2 separate regions of the Sus scrofa genome follow, and region 1 is linked to region 2. The links are chromatin contacts, called in public HiChIP or PLAC-seq maps. All regions are on one chromosome and are shown on one strand. The core of a region is the stretch at or near the end of the contact, and the rest is flanking DNA. Distances in the headings are between cores, read along the strand shown.

Evidence for each region. HiChIP or PLAC-seq counts read pairs in DNA pulled down with a chosen protein or histone mark.
Region 1: a contact with region 2 is called in an H3K27ac HiChIP or PLAC-seq map of alveolar macrophages. The contact joins two enhancer-like sites. A contact is called at or near these places in 2 of 2 datasets of contacts at active chromatin or transcription factors (alveolar macrophages and skeletal muscle).

The regions. Positions count from the first base shown.
Region 1 is chr7:92,513,475-92,520,800 of Sscrofa11.1, forward strand. LOC100513604 (a long non-coding RNA gene) reads right to left here and starts at 5,372. Exons shown (of 2, transcript XR_002345988.1): 1 at 4,176-5,372; 2 at 3,030-3,794. Within about 2 kb of position 2,432, at least 42 of the 83 cell types and tissues checked have an H3K27ac peak or open chromatin away from gene starts, as enhancers often do. A contact at or near this core is called in alveolar macrophages, where this site is marked.
Region 2 is chr7:91,986,312-91,993,203 of Sscrofa11.1, forward strand. All of the region lies in intron 8 of RAD51B (DNA repair protein RAD51 homolog 2), which reads left to right. Among named protein-coding and RNA genes, the nearest start is that of RAD51B, 400 kb to the left of the region's middle. Within about 2 kb of position 1,285, at least 15 of the 83 cell types and tissues checked have an H3K27ac peak or open chromatin away from gene starts, as enhancers often do. A contact at or near this core is called in alveolar macrophages, where this site is marked.

The DNA of each region.
Region 1 (7,326 bases), core at 1,182-3,681, 530 kb after region 2:
GACCAGAGTGATGTCTGCCCCTCAGGGCCTCCCAGGTTGAGAAAAAACAATCAGAGGGGTTGCTGTCCATTTTGCACTGCTTTTGAACTCAGTGAAAATTATTTTTAAATGGGTTTCAGGAGTTCCCGTTGTGGCACAGTGGTTAATAAATCCGACTAGGAACCATGAGGTTGCGGGTTCGATCCCTGGCCTTGCTCAGTGGGTTAAGGATCCGGCATTGCCATGAACTGCATGGTGTAGGTTGCAGACGCGGCTCGGATCCCGAGTTGCTGTGGCTCTGGCATAGGCAGGCAGCTATAGCTCCAATTAGACCCCTAGCCTGGGAACCTCCATATGCTGCAGGAAGTGGCCCTAGAAAGGGCAAAAAGACAAAAAATAAATAAATAGGTTTCAATGTATTTTAAACCACAATTAACTTTCTTTTCTAGAAGACAGCCATTAGAACAGAGTAGACAAGTATTCTCACTTTCTTCAACTGGAAAATGGGGAGAAGCACACATACCCCATTTCCCAGAATGTGGGATAAATGAGATTGATGGTCATACAGTACCCCAGCCCTTGTAAGCACCAATAAAGAAAGGCTGAGTCTGATATGAGGGGGTTTTGGCAAATGTCACCCTTGAGCCAGCCTCTCAGGCCCACAATGCAGCCACCCCATCTTGGGTGCTCCATTGGAAATGCAGATGCTTCGCTTAAACATCTACATAAATAAGAGTCAAGGCACACATTCTCAGAGCCCTCTTTGGGACAGGCATCACGCTGAGAGTCAGCCCCTTGGGGTATCGCGAGAAGCCCCTGCTGCCTGCCTCCCTCTCCAGAGGAGCCACCTTGCACTGAGAACAGGCCACTTGGGATAGAGCCCCAGAGCTTTCTCTCTAGTTGAAGACTGAATTCGAAAATGAAGAATAGCACACTGCCACTCTGGGCCGTGGCTCTGAATGGCAACCTACATCCTAAGAAAGCAGGCCTTCCGTGGATTAGTTCACTCCCAAAGGTGGGGGCAAGCCATTCAGGGTGCCCAGCAGGCCCTGAGCAAAGGGAGCTTCTGGAGCACTAAGCAGTAGAGCAGGCATGATGGCCTCCAGACACCAGGGGGCAGCACAATACACCCTCCAGGGTCAGAGGCACCCACCAAAGGGGACTTGGCAACAGACATGCTTCCAAAAACAAAGCTAAGTAGCCAGGGCATGCAGAGGGAGAGACCCCAGAGAGGCAGACTGCCCACTGAGCCAGCTCATAAGTTTTTGCCACTTGCCCACAGGCAACTGTGAGTAGCTTCCTGCAAGACAAGCTTCAGCCGGAAGCCAGTGTGACTTCAGGTGAGGGACCCACAGGCTACAGGGCTGGCAGGGACTGGAGAGGAGTCCAGGTCTACTTTCTTTGGGTTCTTGCTCTAGAACCTCCTCCCAAGCAGATGAAAGGTTTGTCTCGTCCTCGCCTGCTGCACATCTGCTCATTCCACCACCCACTGAACCCCTGGGCATGTTTTCTGTGCCTTCATCCCAAGCAAGAAACAGAAAGCGGGGTGGGGGAGCCCAAGACAAAGTTCTAAGGTTCTCAAAAGTCCTTAGGCTTGGGGACCTTTGAAATCCAAGTGTGGGATTATTCCAAGCTTGCAGAAAGCCCCCCACCCCCAGCTCCAGGGGAGAAAGCAGTCTCTGTGGGGAGACCTTGAGTGCTGGGCTAGGAGCCGTGGCTTTGGAGCCACAATGCTTGGGTTCAAATCCCAGCTCAGCTATTTACCAGCTCTGTGACACCGGGCAGGTACTTAACCCTCTGTGCCCCCATTTCCTGTTCTGTAAAATGAGGGTAACAACTGCTTCCAAGAGCAGTGAGTTACAGTGTGGGAAAGCATTTGAAGAAAAGGCCTTCACATGTTCAAATGTTCGTAGACCGCAGCTTAGAACCAGGCAGAGCGCTGCTCACAGCACAGCCCAAAGCCCCAAAGGTCTGGGCTTCTTTCCATCAGAATGCAGTTCACAGAGCCCATCGGGCTGTGGAGGCTGCCTGGAGCAGAGGCCCTGTGTCTGGAGTGGGTTTCACTAGGGTGTCCCTGGAGAGGTGGAGCAGGAAGGAGGTACCCAGTCCAGCCCTCCTGAGCCCACTGTGGGTTTTGTGCAGGACAAGCAGAAGACACCACTCAGATCTAAGCTGGGCTTGTTAAAACTCTTCAGCCAGAGGCTGAGAGGCAGGCTGGCCGTCCTGTAGGGACAGCACACCCCCTCTCCAGCCCCCTGTCCCTGGGCAGGCCTGGGGAAGGCCAGCTTGCAGAGGCCAGGCCTGCACCAGAGGGTGTGAGGAGCCTGCCAGCCTCAGAGCAGCGCTGGGCTTCCCTGGGATGCAGAGGGATGGGGAGGAAAGAGTTAAGCCACTTTGGGCTCCCGAGGGCGGCTCTGCAGCTATAAACAGTGAGCCGAGGGAGGGAGGGAGCTGCCACAGGATGTGGCCAGGGCTCGAGCTGTCTGATTATTAACTTCACTTTTATTTGGAGGGGGATTCGATTCTCTGTTTTACTTCCCATCAAGGAAGTGAAAGCCCAGGTCTCAGAGGGGCCTGATTTCAAATTGTTTTGTCACAGCTCATTTATTTTTCCTCTTAAATAAATAAACAAAACCACCTCTTTGTTTTCCCCTTAATGAGCCTTCAGCAAATCATCTGTGAGTGAGGCATGAAAGGGGTTTTCTGGAGTCCTTCATGGGGCACGCTGGCTTTTTCTTTTAAAAGGAAAAGAAAAAAAAGAGTCTTCCTTGAGCTTTGGCCTTCTCCAAGACTCTCCAGGCACCTTCTTTTCTACCTCATCCTGAGATCTCAGCCTGAAATCATGACCTCAAACCCAGCCAGAGGCACAGGCCTTCCTTGGCTGGCTGCTCCTTGGGGACTGGCCTGCTGCCTGCCATCCCATGTCACAGGCTCCGACCCCAAGGCCACACAGTGTGGAGCCCTGTGGTTCGTCCCCTTGGTAGAGCTTGGACCCATGGTTTTTGTTCCTATGGCACCCAGACGTTTCCATTAAAAATAACAAAGCAATTAAACACACAAAAGGATTCCATGACAGGGCTTAAGAAAACACCATTACATGTTTCTTTGCTCAAGGTTCAAAATGTTTGGGAAGTTGTTTACAACACCAAAACCCATTCAATAATTTCATGATTCTCTTGCAACCACCCTTTCTGGAATGACCCACTTGTGCAAGGCACCATGGGGGATGCAAAGACCACCGTCACACTGTCCCCACCCTCCAGGTGCCCACAATTCAGTGGGGGGAGGGTGCAGAGAAGAAAAGAGGAGAGTTCCACAGCAGAGGCCAACTGGCACTACAGGTGGGCAGGGACGGAAAAGACAGGCGCTGCTGAAAACAAAGAGGGGAGTATGGAGGAAGGCTTCCTGGTGGAGCTGATATTTAAGCTGGACCTTGAAGGGCTGATATTTAGAAGCAAGAATATTCTGGAAGCTGAGAAGTACCCAATCACAGAGAGCCAAGATCAATGTATGAACCAGATCAGGTATAAGACCACAGGGGCAGCGGGCCCAGCAAGTCCTCTGGCTCCTTGAATGGCAAAGTCCTCACGTGGAGAGGGCCTGAAAGGGGTGACTACTTGGATTCTGCTCCAGCCTGCTTGTCCTTGACCCGGCTTGGAGACTGGCAGCCTGTGAAGAAGCTGCACTGCATGCTGTGAGCAACACCATAGGACACTTGGATACACGCTTGTCTGGGATCCAGGCGCTCAGCTTGCCCCAAACACCTGATGACCACTAGCAGCTACGTCTGCTGCCCGCGGCTTTCTGCTCCTGGCCTATGAGGCAAGAAGAAAGGAGCGGACTGGAATAAAGCCAATTCCCTTACAAAAGCTCCCGGGGAGGTGCCAGGCTTCAGGGTTTTCTTGAAGTTCTTGGAAATCATCCCCAGCCCCTTGGCATCGCAGCTTCCAACCCCACCCTGCTCCCTAGCCCGGCAGGGCCCGCGGCCACGAGGGGGTTAAGGCGCCGCCAAGATGGCGACTTGTTTTGCACTTCGGAGGGGGTCACGCGGGAGGCTGCCCTTTGCCTCTGGGGAGGCGGTCAAGGTCTCGCCGCCCTCCTGGCGCTCTGCCCTCTGCGGCCTGACAGCCTCTCCTCCCCTGCGCGGCTGGCACTCCTCCGGGGCCTCCGGGCTCCTAGCGAACCAAACTCCGAACCTTGCAGGCGGCTGGCCGGGTCTTGGCGATACCCGGCGATACCCCTCGGCGATACCCGGGCCGCAGGTGCACGCCGGCGGGGCCCCTTTGGCCTTTGAGAACGTCTGAGGCCGGTGAGCTGAGGCCGCAGCCTGGGCCGCGATCCCTTTCGATGTCTTCTCTCCTGGCTGAAGCCACCGCAGCCGCCTTCCCCGGCTGCTCCGAGGGCTGCTCCCGCCTGCGGCCCGAGCAGGGGCGCGATGGACGTGGTCGCACTGCCCTCCAGTGGCCAGTCCGCCGAACAGCACGGCGGGCCGGGGTGGGGTCGGCCCGCCCCTCCTTAGAGAAGGGCTGCCCCTTGCCTCATTTGAAGATGTGGCCTTGCCCATCCTCCGCGTCTCCTAGAGGCGGCCCTTTGCCACAGTGAACGCTGATCCGACAGCATTAGTTCTCAAACTTTTGTGTGTCCCTGACTCCCAGTGCCCAGTTGGTTCAAACCCAGATTGCTGGGTCCACACCCAAAGTCTATCTAGCAAGTTCCCAGGAGCTGCTGCTGCCGCTGCTCCTGAGACTAAAGTTATGGAAGCACTGGCTCGGTTGCTCATTCTGTCCTGGGGATTCTGTCATTTACTCCTTGGGAATATAATATGCCCTGCTAGACACATGACCAGAAATGACCGCCACCAAGTTCCCACCTTCATGCGGTCCCCCTCAAACAGAGACAGATTTGTTTAAATAGATAAATAAATACAAGATAAATAAATAAATATCATAAATAAATATAAGATAAATAAATATATATCATAAATAAATATAAGATTCCATTTGAAAAAGTTCTGAAATTCCAGTGAAGGAAAAGAATAAGGCACTCAAAGAACATATACACATGGAAAACGAATTTAGATTTGGGATGGGGAGGCTGTTGTTCCCTCTCTGAGGGAACCATGAACAAGGCCAGAAGGCAGAGGCCAGAGAGCCTGGGGAGGTGGGAGATGGTCTGAGGCTGCAGGCAGAGCAGGTGAGATGCATAGATGGTGGGCGTGGATGCAGAGACCGGAGGACAGAGCTGGAGGTGGGCAGGTCACCGTCCCCAGCTCTAAGCATCTGGTACCCAAAGACCTGCCTCTCCAGAAGGGGCAAGGTTCAGAGGAGAGGGGTAGGGAAGCTGGATATTGAGCCCATAGCCACTCTCCACGGTGTCGAGGGATGGTGTCCCACCTGCCAGAACCTCAGCCAGGTGCCCCTGGCTCATGAAATTGTTGTGGCCTGAACCAGATCTGCTCAGGCTCCTGCCCAAAGCCTGCAGGAGAGCCACTTTTGATGGCTGCAGGTGAGCTATGGGGAGAAGACATGGTGTATCGTGTACCCACCTGTGCAACACACGATTCCTCTCCTCCCTACGTCCAGTCCAGGATGCAGCCATTTCTCCAGTGAGCATTTTCAACTACCTATGGTGTGCCTGCTCTGGAGTCACTTTGGTGACACGGGAGGCTGCCCTGGACTCCCCCACCCATCCACCCCAGGCAGGTAGATGGACAACACCATCCCTGCCCCCAGGCTCAGTTCCTCACCAGCTGCATGAACCCACATCCCACCCAGATGTCCCCTGGGCAACTCGCGGAGGGGATGGGTGAAGGGAGCAAGATGGAAGGGGCACATGGAAGCCAGGAAATCTATTGTGAGGATGCTTGTGACTTGGTATCAATGCCATTTTGGTGGCAGAGGTGGGGTAATCACCGGCCACCCTACCACCTCTATTCTCATGCATTGTTGAGGAGGCATCTTCCCATTAGGCCTGTCACCTTGCACAGTCACTTCACTCGCTGGCTTTCTCATCTGAAAAATGGGGGTGGGGATGAGTTGTATCAAATGATCCCCAATATTTTGGGTCCAAGCCTCGTCCACCAGCTCGCTGCTGGAGGGATGGTTGAAAGAAGGCTCCTGGAGTTCCCATCACGGCGCATTGGAACCATGAAGTTGCAGGTTCCATCCCTGGCCTCGCTCCATGGGTTAAGGATCTGGCATTGCTGTGAGCTGTGGTGTAGGCCGGCAGCTGTAGCTCCGATTCGATTCCTAGCCTGGGAACCTCCATATGCCACAGGTGTGGCCCTAAGAAAACAAAAGAAAGAAGGAAAGAAAGAAAGAAAGAAAGGAAGGAAGGAAGAGAAAGAAAGAAAGGAAAAAAAGAAAAGAAGTCTCCTGCTCAGTGGCCCCCAACCATGGAAAGTAAGGCCTTGGGGATAATCGCCTCCAGGTTTGGGGTAGGGAGGGAAGAGCATCTCAAAAACTGTTGTCGCTTTAGAGTTTAACTAATCCAGTTCAAATACTGACTCTGCTCCTGACTCACTGTGTGATCTCCAACAAGAGGCTTAACCTCTCTGAGGCTCAGCTTCCTCACCTGAGAAAGGAGGATAACACAGTACCCACCTCATAAGGTTGTTGTGAAGATTGAGTCATAGCTGCCTCTTATCAAATGCTCATTCCAGGCCAGGCCCTGCGCTGAGGGCTTCTCCTGAATTACGTGAGGTCATGCACGAAGCGCTGGCCCACTGCCAGCCAGGAGTGAGGTTTGATCATGGGAGCCTTTCTTGTTACCATTTCAGCATCGCCCCCCACCCCCGGCCCCCGTGCTTTGCACACATGGGTACCTTCAGTAGACAGAAGGGGCTTAGCGAGCCCTTGGCACATAGTAAGCACTTAAAAAATGATGGTCTTTGTGATTAGGACAGAAGGGACCCTTGTGGAGAGATCCTGCAGCCAAGAGAAATGGGGGTGCAGGGGCGGTGGGCCTGAGAGGCTGGCTCGCCCCCTTCTCTCCAGGGGGGGCCAGCCCCGGTCTAGCTAGCCAGGGCCCAGGCTGGGACATCAGCTCTTACTCACTCTTCCCAGAGCAGCTAATTAGCCTCCTCCAAGCCAGGAGCTCCCCAGATGAAAGGTGCCTAATACGAATGCAAGGCGTGACCCCTGTATTTATAACCAAGGTTCCCTTGGGTGAGGAAGGCCTGGGGGTGGAGAGACAGGCCAGATCAGGGCCTCGCCTTCTTTATGACAGAGGTTCTCAGGGAAGGGAGCTGCGCTGGGGTGGTTGTGAGCCTGAGAAAAAGGCTTCAGGGCGGTGGGTGTGGGGCTCCAGGTCCTGGGAGTGGGAGGAGCTGGGTGGCTGAGGGGGCAG
Region 2 (6,892 bases), core at 35-2,534:
TAACCCACTGAGCAAGACCAGTCCTTATGGATACTAGTCAGGTTCGTTAGCGCAGCGCCACGACAGGAACGCCCTACGATAACTTTTATCAGTGGTTAAAATGGACTTCTTAAACTGGAGCTGGAGGTAGGATTATAATGGCAGAGCTACTGTGTCTTTGGAACAGTAGCTCATTTGACCTTAGTAAACTTTGATCTCTTAAGACGGATCATTCATTTATGGCTAAGAACATCACACATACTTGTTAGGTCCCATAGTGAGTTTTTAGCAATAATTTCCTTGGGATCTGCCAGGTATCAGGTGCTGTGCCCGTGGCACAGAAGTGAATGAGACAATGGTGCTTGTTTTTAAGGTGTTCCCAGACTAGGGGGATGGACTGGTATGAAAAAATTAATTGCACAGTGTAAGATAGTAAATGCTATTCTATTGGTATGAATCAAGTAACCCAGAGAAGGAAAACGATTTGCTCTGGAAGATCAGGGAAGTGTTCACAGAGGAGGGAGTGGATGGCTAATGCTCTGAGGGATAAATATGACTGCTCAGCAAAATACGGATTATAAATACAGTGATGTTGGAATGCACAGTAAATGAGATGTCATGCCACCAAATGGGATAAGGTGTATGCACAGGGTTTGTAGATGGTGGAGAGATGTTCCCCTCCTGTTTATTCTTTATCTCTTCCCCAACTCATGAGGAATGAGGAAATCCTTGTCTAGCAAAGTGATCAATGTCTGCACTCTCGGAAATACATGTTAGAGACTTCCTTCTCTGGAAGCCCATGGCTTTTTGATCTGAGTGAAGTTATCAGAGGCCCTGTGGTGTAAATGAGCAGAGGACAGGCTCTAAAACAAACTTCTAACTCCACCACCTAAGAGCCGAGTGCCTTTTGACAAACAGCATATATTCCTGGTGACTTTGATATCTCTATGAAATAGAGTTAATCACAGCCCTGAATGCCCAAGATTTGTTGCCTCAAGTGCGCTAATAAATGTGAAGGCACTCTGTAAAGTGCTATGAAAATATGTAAATATTTCTATTTCATCAAGCCATCAGCAAACCGTTTATTTAGGTAGTTCTGGGTACTGTGCAGAGCTGCAGAGACAGAGGGCTCATCTTTTAGGAGTACAGAATCAGGGTTCCAAATCAGTTCCAAAGCAGGAGACCAGAGCCTTGAGTTCTCATTGAGTGCCCGCACCCCAAAAAGCAGACTTGTGAATCTGCCCCTGTAGGCTGCGTCCGAGGATCTGTGTGCCCTTTAGCTGTGTCAAAGGCAGCTCCGAAAGGGGAAGTATATTGTGCTCTCAGGAAAGACATTGCTTTTTTTTTTTGCTCTTTGGAAATGTTTGCTCTTTTGGTTTTGAGCTCTGAATGTGAACAATCCAGCTGATTCAGATCCCCAGAGTAGCCCTAATCATAGAAACCTTGTGACAACCACAAATATTAAAAACATACCTCAGTGTAGGCAACTACATAGGGCAAATACAAATGGTATCATAGGAACAAAAATCCCCCTATGCAAACCTAGAATGCCATTGCATCTAACATGAAGGAAATGATGACGGAACATGTTTACTGCTAGAACATTCCAAGGAGATAATTAGCCTTCTGGACAAAAGCAGTAGAAAGAGATTAACAAACGGCAATAATTTCCCTTGTTTATGGAAAGTAAAATTGGGGGATTAGATTAACATCACATTTTAAAATTTTAATTTACATACATTAAAGCATATAATTTGCTTGAGTTTTGGCAAATATGTAAACCCGATAACGACACTTCCATCACCCCCAAAATTCCCTCATGTTCCCTTGCAATCAGTCCCCTCCCCTGACCTCAGGTAAACCCTGTTTTGCCTTCTGAAACTCTAGTTTTGCTAAAGTTTAATTTTAATTTCTATTCTGCTGAGTAAGGATGGTATTTTGCAGAAATGACGATAGTCGAATACTGTCAAAATTTAGGATGAGAATCCTACCTCCTTTCAAAGGCGCAATTCCAGTAACTTCTCTGAGCCTCAGTTTCGTCTTATTAATAAGGACAATAACAGCTTTTCTCCACATCTCAGAAGGTTGCTATAAAAATCCAAAAAGAGGAGTTCCCGTCGTGGCTCAGCAGTAATGAACCTGACTAGTAACCATGAGGACTCGGATTCGATTCCTGGCCCAGCTCAGTAGGTTAAGGATCCAGCATTGCTGTGAGCTGTGGTGTAGGTTACAGATACGGCTTGGATCTCACGTTGCTGTGCCTGTGGTGTAGGCCAGGCAGCTGTAGCTCCAATTCAGCCCCTAGCCTGGGAACTTCCGTATACCACAGGTGTGGCCCTAAAGAGCAAAAAAAAAAAAAAAAAAATCCAAGGAAATAATAATAGATGAGAATTAAGTGTTTAAGGATTTGATGGACTATGTAGCAAAATATTAATGTTAATCAACAAGATAGCACTTCTAGATAGGAGCCATTTTAGAGAGGAATTTCCCTCCAGAGCTCCTGGAGTACCTGTACCTAGAGAAGAGTCCTCCCCATGGTTGTAGAGGAAATGCCTTTGACACAGTCGGCTCACGGGCCTAGTATTCAGACTCATGTTTCTGTGGTTGATAATAGAGGATTAGAATCTATTCAGCTGATATATCTGAGTTAACCTCAGATTAACCATATGTATCATGTTGGGTATGAATATAATACAAAAATTTCATATTTTTGCTGTTTTTGCCATGTTTAATCATCACAAATTCAGCAGTTTATTTCATGCACACACTGCCACTGCCCAGACCATGAAGCATTGAGTTTCACAGTTCCCATTTCACAGGGATAAAACTGAGCTTTTCAGATGTCAAGTCGGGTGCCAGAGGCTTCAGTGTAGACTCTCAAACTACTGTTATAAACCACTGTCATTTTAAACAAGTGACCTCAATGCCATTTCCATTGGAAACTGAGTGGAGAGTAGAGACTAACATATAAAGTAAAGCCTCTGATTGGGTTCTAGGCATTTCTCCGTGGGCAGCAAGAAGAGAATTGCATTCCTTCCTGGCCAGAGAGAGCAGGCCAATTTTGTCTTCCCTCTCTGGGCCAGATCACCATAGACACTCTGTAGACACATTTAGGTCTTGCTTATTTTTCTTGGCTGAGCTGTTAGAATGCATATGTATGCGTGTGTACACAACCCCACCACCACACACAGCAGGCTGCCGTTTGCCTCTGGGTATGCATATAGATCATGTGTAGATTGTGCCTTTTCAAAAAAGACAGATGATCACCAGCTGGTCACTCTCACTTCCTCCTGTGTACATTTTGTAGCTTCCCCATGGGGAAGCGAAACTGATGGTGGGTTGGAAGAGATTGAATTTTGCTGAAGTGCATTCAGCCAAGTGGCTGTTTATGGATGACCTTTGTCTTCTTGGGGGCACTAGGCGGAGGAGTTACAGATTCCTCCAAAACGTCTGATCACATCTCATTGGATTTCGAATTATGAACCCTGGGCCTTGTGAGCTCATTCACCCGAGACAGTGGTGAACCAGGAATACAAAGACCTGGGTGTGAGCCCTGCCTCTAGGTATCTACATATATGTGAAGGGAGTTCTGTGGATTTTTCCCTCTTCTCTCCTATCTTCCCTATGAGGTTTTCAAATGCTCCAAGGCACACGACATCTGTAATTTATACAGTATTTGCTTTTTCATCATTTTCTGTGCCTGCCCTGCATTTGGTAGAGATGTAAGAAGCGCTTGTTGACCCATGGAGTGGGACCACATCCTGCCTTGGATGAGCTGGAATTCTTGGAAAGTGCTTCCAGCTAGAAATAGTCTGCTTCGGGCCTGTCACTACTGTTAAGATTCTGCTGGGGCAGTGGGATCAAACACCTTCTTCCCCTAGGTCTCAAGAAAATGGGGCTCCGAGGACACTCCACGGGCTCCTGTCTAGGCCCTTAATGGGTCTTTCTCCTGCTGAGCCATGACCTTCTGTTTCCATCCCTAAACGTCCGTCAGTTCGTAGCAGCCTGAAGAAGTGGCACCTTGGTGGATATTTTTCTTCCCTCTGTACCTACTTTCCTTCCTTCCTTCTTTCCCTCCTTCCCTCCCTCCCTTTCTTTCAAACAAGAGGGACTGAACCTTCGTGAATCTTTTAGGTGTGTTTCACAGAACACCAAATCTGTACCTTCGCAAGGGGGATTTCATGTTGGAATTTTAATTCTTCAGAATTAAACTGGATCATGTCCTTCTCCTGCTTTAAACCCGCCAGGGACCTCCCACCACTCATAAAGCCACACCCAGAGCCTCTGTGCCAGCCTCCCAGACGCTGCCCGAGTCGGCCTTGCCCACCTCTCTGAGCCCTCTCCTCATCACTAACCTCCAGCCACATGGGTCTTCCTTGGCTTCTCAGAGCATCCCAAGCTTGTTTCTGCCTCAGGACCTTAGCACACATCTTTTTTGCCTGGGACTCTGCCGCAGGCTTGGGTTGTCACTCAGCTCTCAGGGCCAGTGTCCTCTCTCAGACAGGCTTTCCTGGCCACCCCATCAGTAGCCCCCCCGCCCATAGGATTTTTTTTTTCTCATGTCTCTGGTCACATCTGAAATTTTCTGGCTCATCTCTTTGTATCTTGTTGGACCCCGACTAGCGTGTGCCCTCCCTCCACAGGGCAGACAGAGGCTGTATTGGCCCTGCTCTCTGTTCTCACTCTCGGAACAATGCCTGTCACCTGGTGGGTCTCAGCAGACATCTAACATGTGACTCAGTGAGGGATGGAAGCTGAAGTTATCTACCTTTCTCGGCTCTTCCTTCTCAATCTCTCTCTCTCTCTCTGTTTCTCTCTCGTTTCTTTTGCACCACCTGCCTCGTGAAAAGCAGTGTGATCTCATGCTGGAGCCCAGGCCTTGGACCAGGGCCCTGGGTTTAGCTGCTCACTTGATCTGAGGCCTCTGGTCGTGCAGAGCTGCCAGTTGGAACAGCTGTTCTAGAACGACTCTCTTTTTCCATTGATCAACAGGGAAATCAAGACTAGAAATAAATTTCAAAGCGTCTCTAAGACTACTAGCATGAAGCCGGGTAATAGCGTTTCAGTCATAACTTCCATTACCAAACTGCTGCTTCGTTGCCCTTGCTTCGAGAGATGCCCTGAGATCTTGCCCCGTACAGGCGGTGACATGGCATATGTATTGCTGGCTCCTCAAATACAGCCAAAGGAAAGCACTTAGGAGCTGAAGGAGAAGACGATTTGACGAGAGGCCACTCATAGAGGAGGCCAAGTATCAACATTCAGTGCCTGGCTTTGGCTCTTTCTTATTTAGAAGTTCTGGAATAGGAGGATGGCCTTGTAGGGTTTTCCTAATAGAGGCACTCTTTTTTATTCGGATGAAGAGATTATCTCTGTAACTTCCCACAGACCTAGGCTGAACTCCCAGGAGACCCTAGCCAAGTAATAATCGCTTATGGCAGGATGGCTTAGGCCTTGTGTACTCATGATGAGGGTCATGTAGCTGGTCCTCTTGGTTTTTTTGGAGCGATCCCAGAGGTTCAGCTCGTCTTTGGCTATTATGCAGAGCAGTTTTATGGAGAATAGTTGCATAACGCTAACATCTGTAGACTGAGAGCTTTGACGGAGACATCGGCCAGATTGCCCGGGGAAGACAGAGCTAATTTTCTATGGGTGAAATATTTAGCCCCCCTCCCCCCTTTCCCTGCGCACAGCCTCCCAACCATACCTTTCCACCTGGAACAGTAGATGATCTGTGTATATATTTTCTTGTCACCTTACGGTATGTCTTTTTGGCAAGTTAGGGGCCAAGCAAAGGCTCTAGGTTTTTTCTCTTTTCGACTTTCTCGGTATTTCCACATGAGATGAGATATTAAAGCGCTAGGGGATTTCTCTTCAAAGAGTTCTGATGAGGAGGAAGCGAACTGGCTGGTATCCACATGCCTGCTGCCCTCGGTGCCTTCAAATTCATATTTTTCCTGTCCCACGCAGCCTCTCATGCTCACTCTGTTTAAAATCACAACCCGTTCACACACCTTAGGCCAGATCCCATTTACTCTCATTTGTTTCCCTGAGAAATGATCGCCTTTTGACCTGCTCTATTCTTTACCACTTAGCCATGTTCATTGTCTGCCTCTCAGAACATAGACTCCTCAAGGGCAAGGATGTTTACCTGTTTTATTCACATCGTAGCCTAAGAGCCTAGAACAGTGCCTGGTGTGTCCTTCAGCCCCCGATACATACTTCTTGAATGAATAAGCTGACAGCCCCGTGAAAGGAGAGATGACATAGTGTCCTGATGAAAACCTTGGAGTCAGATGATCCTGGATTTGAACCCCAGCTTTGCCGCTTATCAGCTCCAAGTCTTCAAACAGGGATCTAACCTCGCTGGGCCTTGGTTTTCCCATTGGTATTCTTCACAAAGGTGGAGAATAAGACACAGTGAGGCTGGATAATTTGGCCAGGGTCACACAGCAAGACGGAGCATGGATCCCATCTGTGCTGTATAGCTACAGGGTCTGGTGGAGGTGATGCTTGCAAGTGCTTTGTTGCAGGTGCTTTGTTTTCGTGGTTGCTGTTTTCTTTTTAGGGCTGCACCCGCGGCATATGGAGGTTCCCGGGCTAGGGGTCAAATTGGAGCTACAGCCGCCTGCCTACCCCATAGCCACAGCAACATGGGATCTGAGCTGCATCTGTGAGCGACGCTACAGCTCACGGCAATGCCAGATCCTTAACCCACTGAGGGAAGGCTGGGATCGAACCCACATCCTCTTGGATACTAGTCCGTTTCGCTACCACCGAACCACAATGGGAACTCCTGGAGGTGTGTTGTAAAGATGAAAAGAGATAAAGAAGGAACATAACAGGATGGTTAAGAGGCAAGGGTTTGCACTTTACCTTCATGTTCTGGCTCTCCCAGTACCTGGTCAGTTTT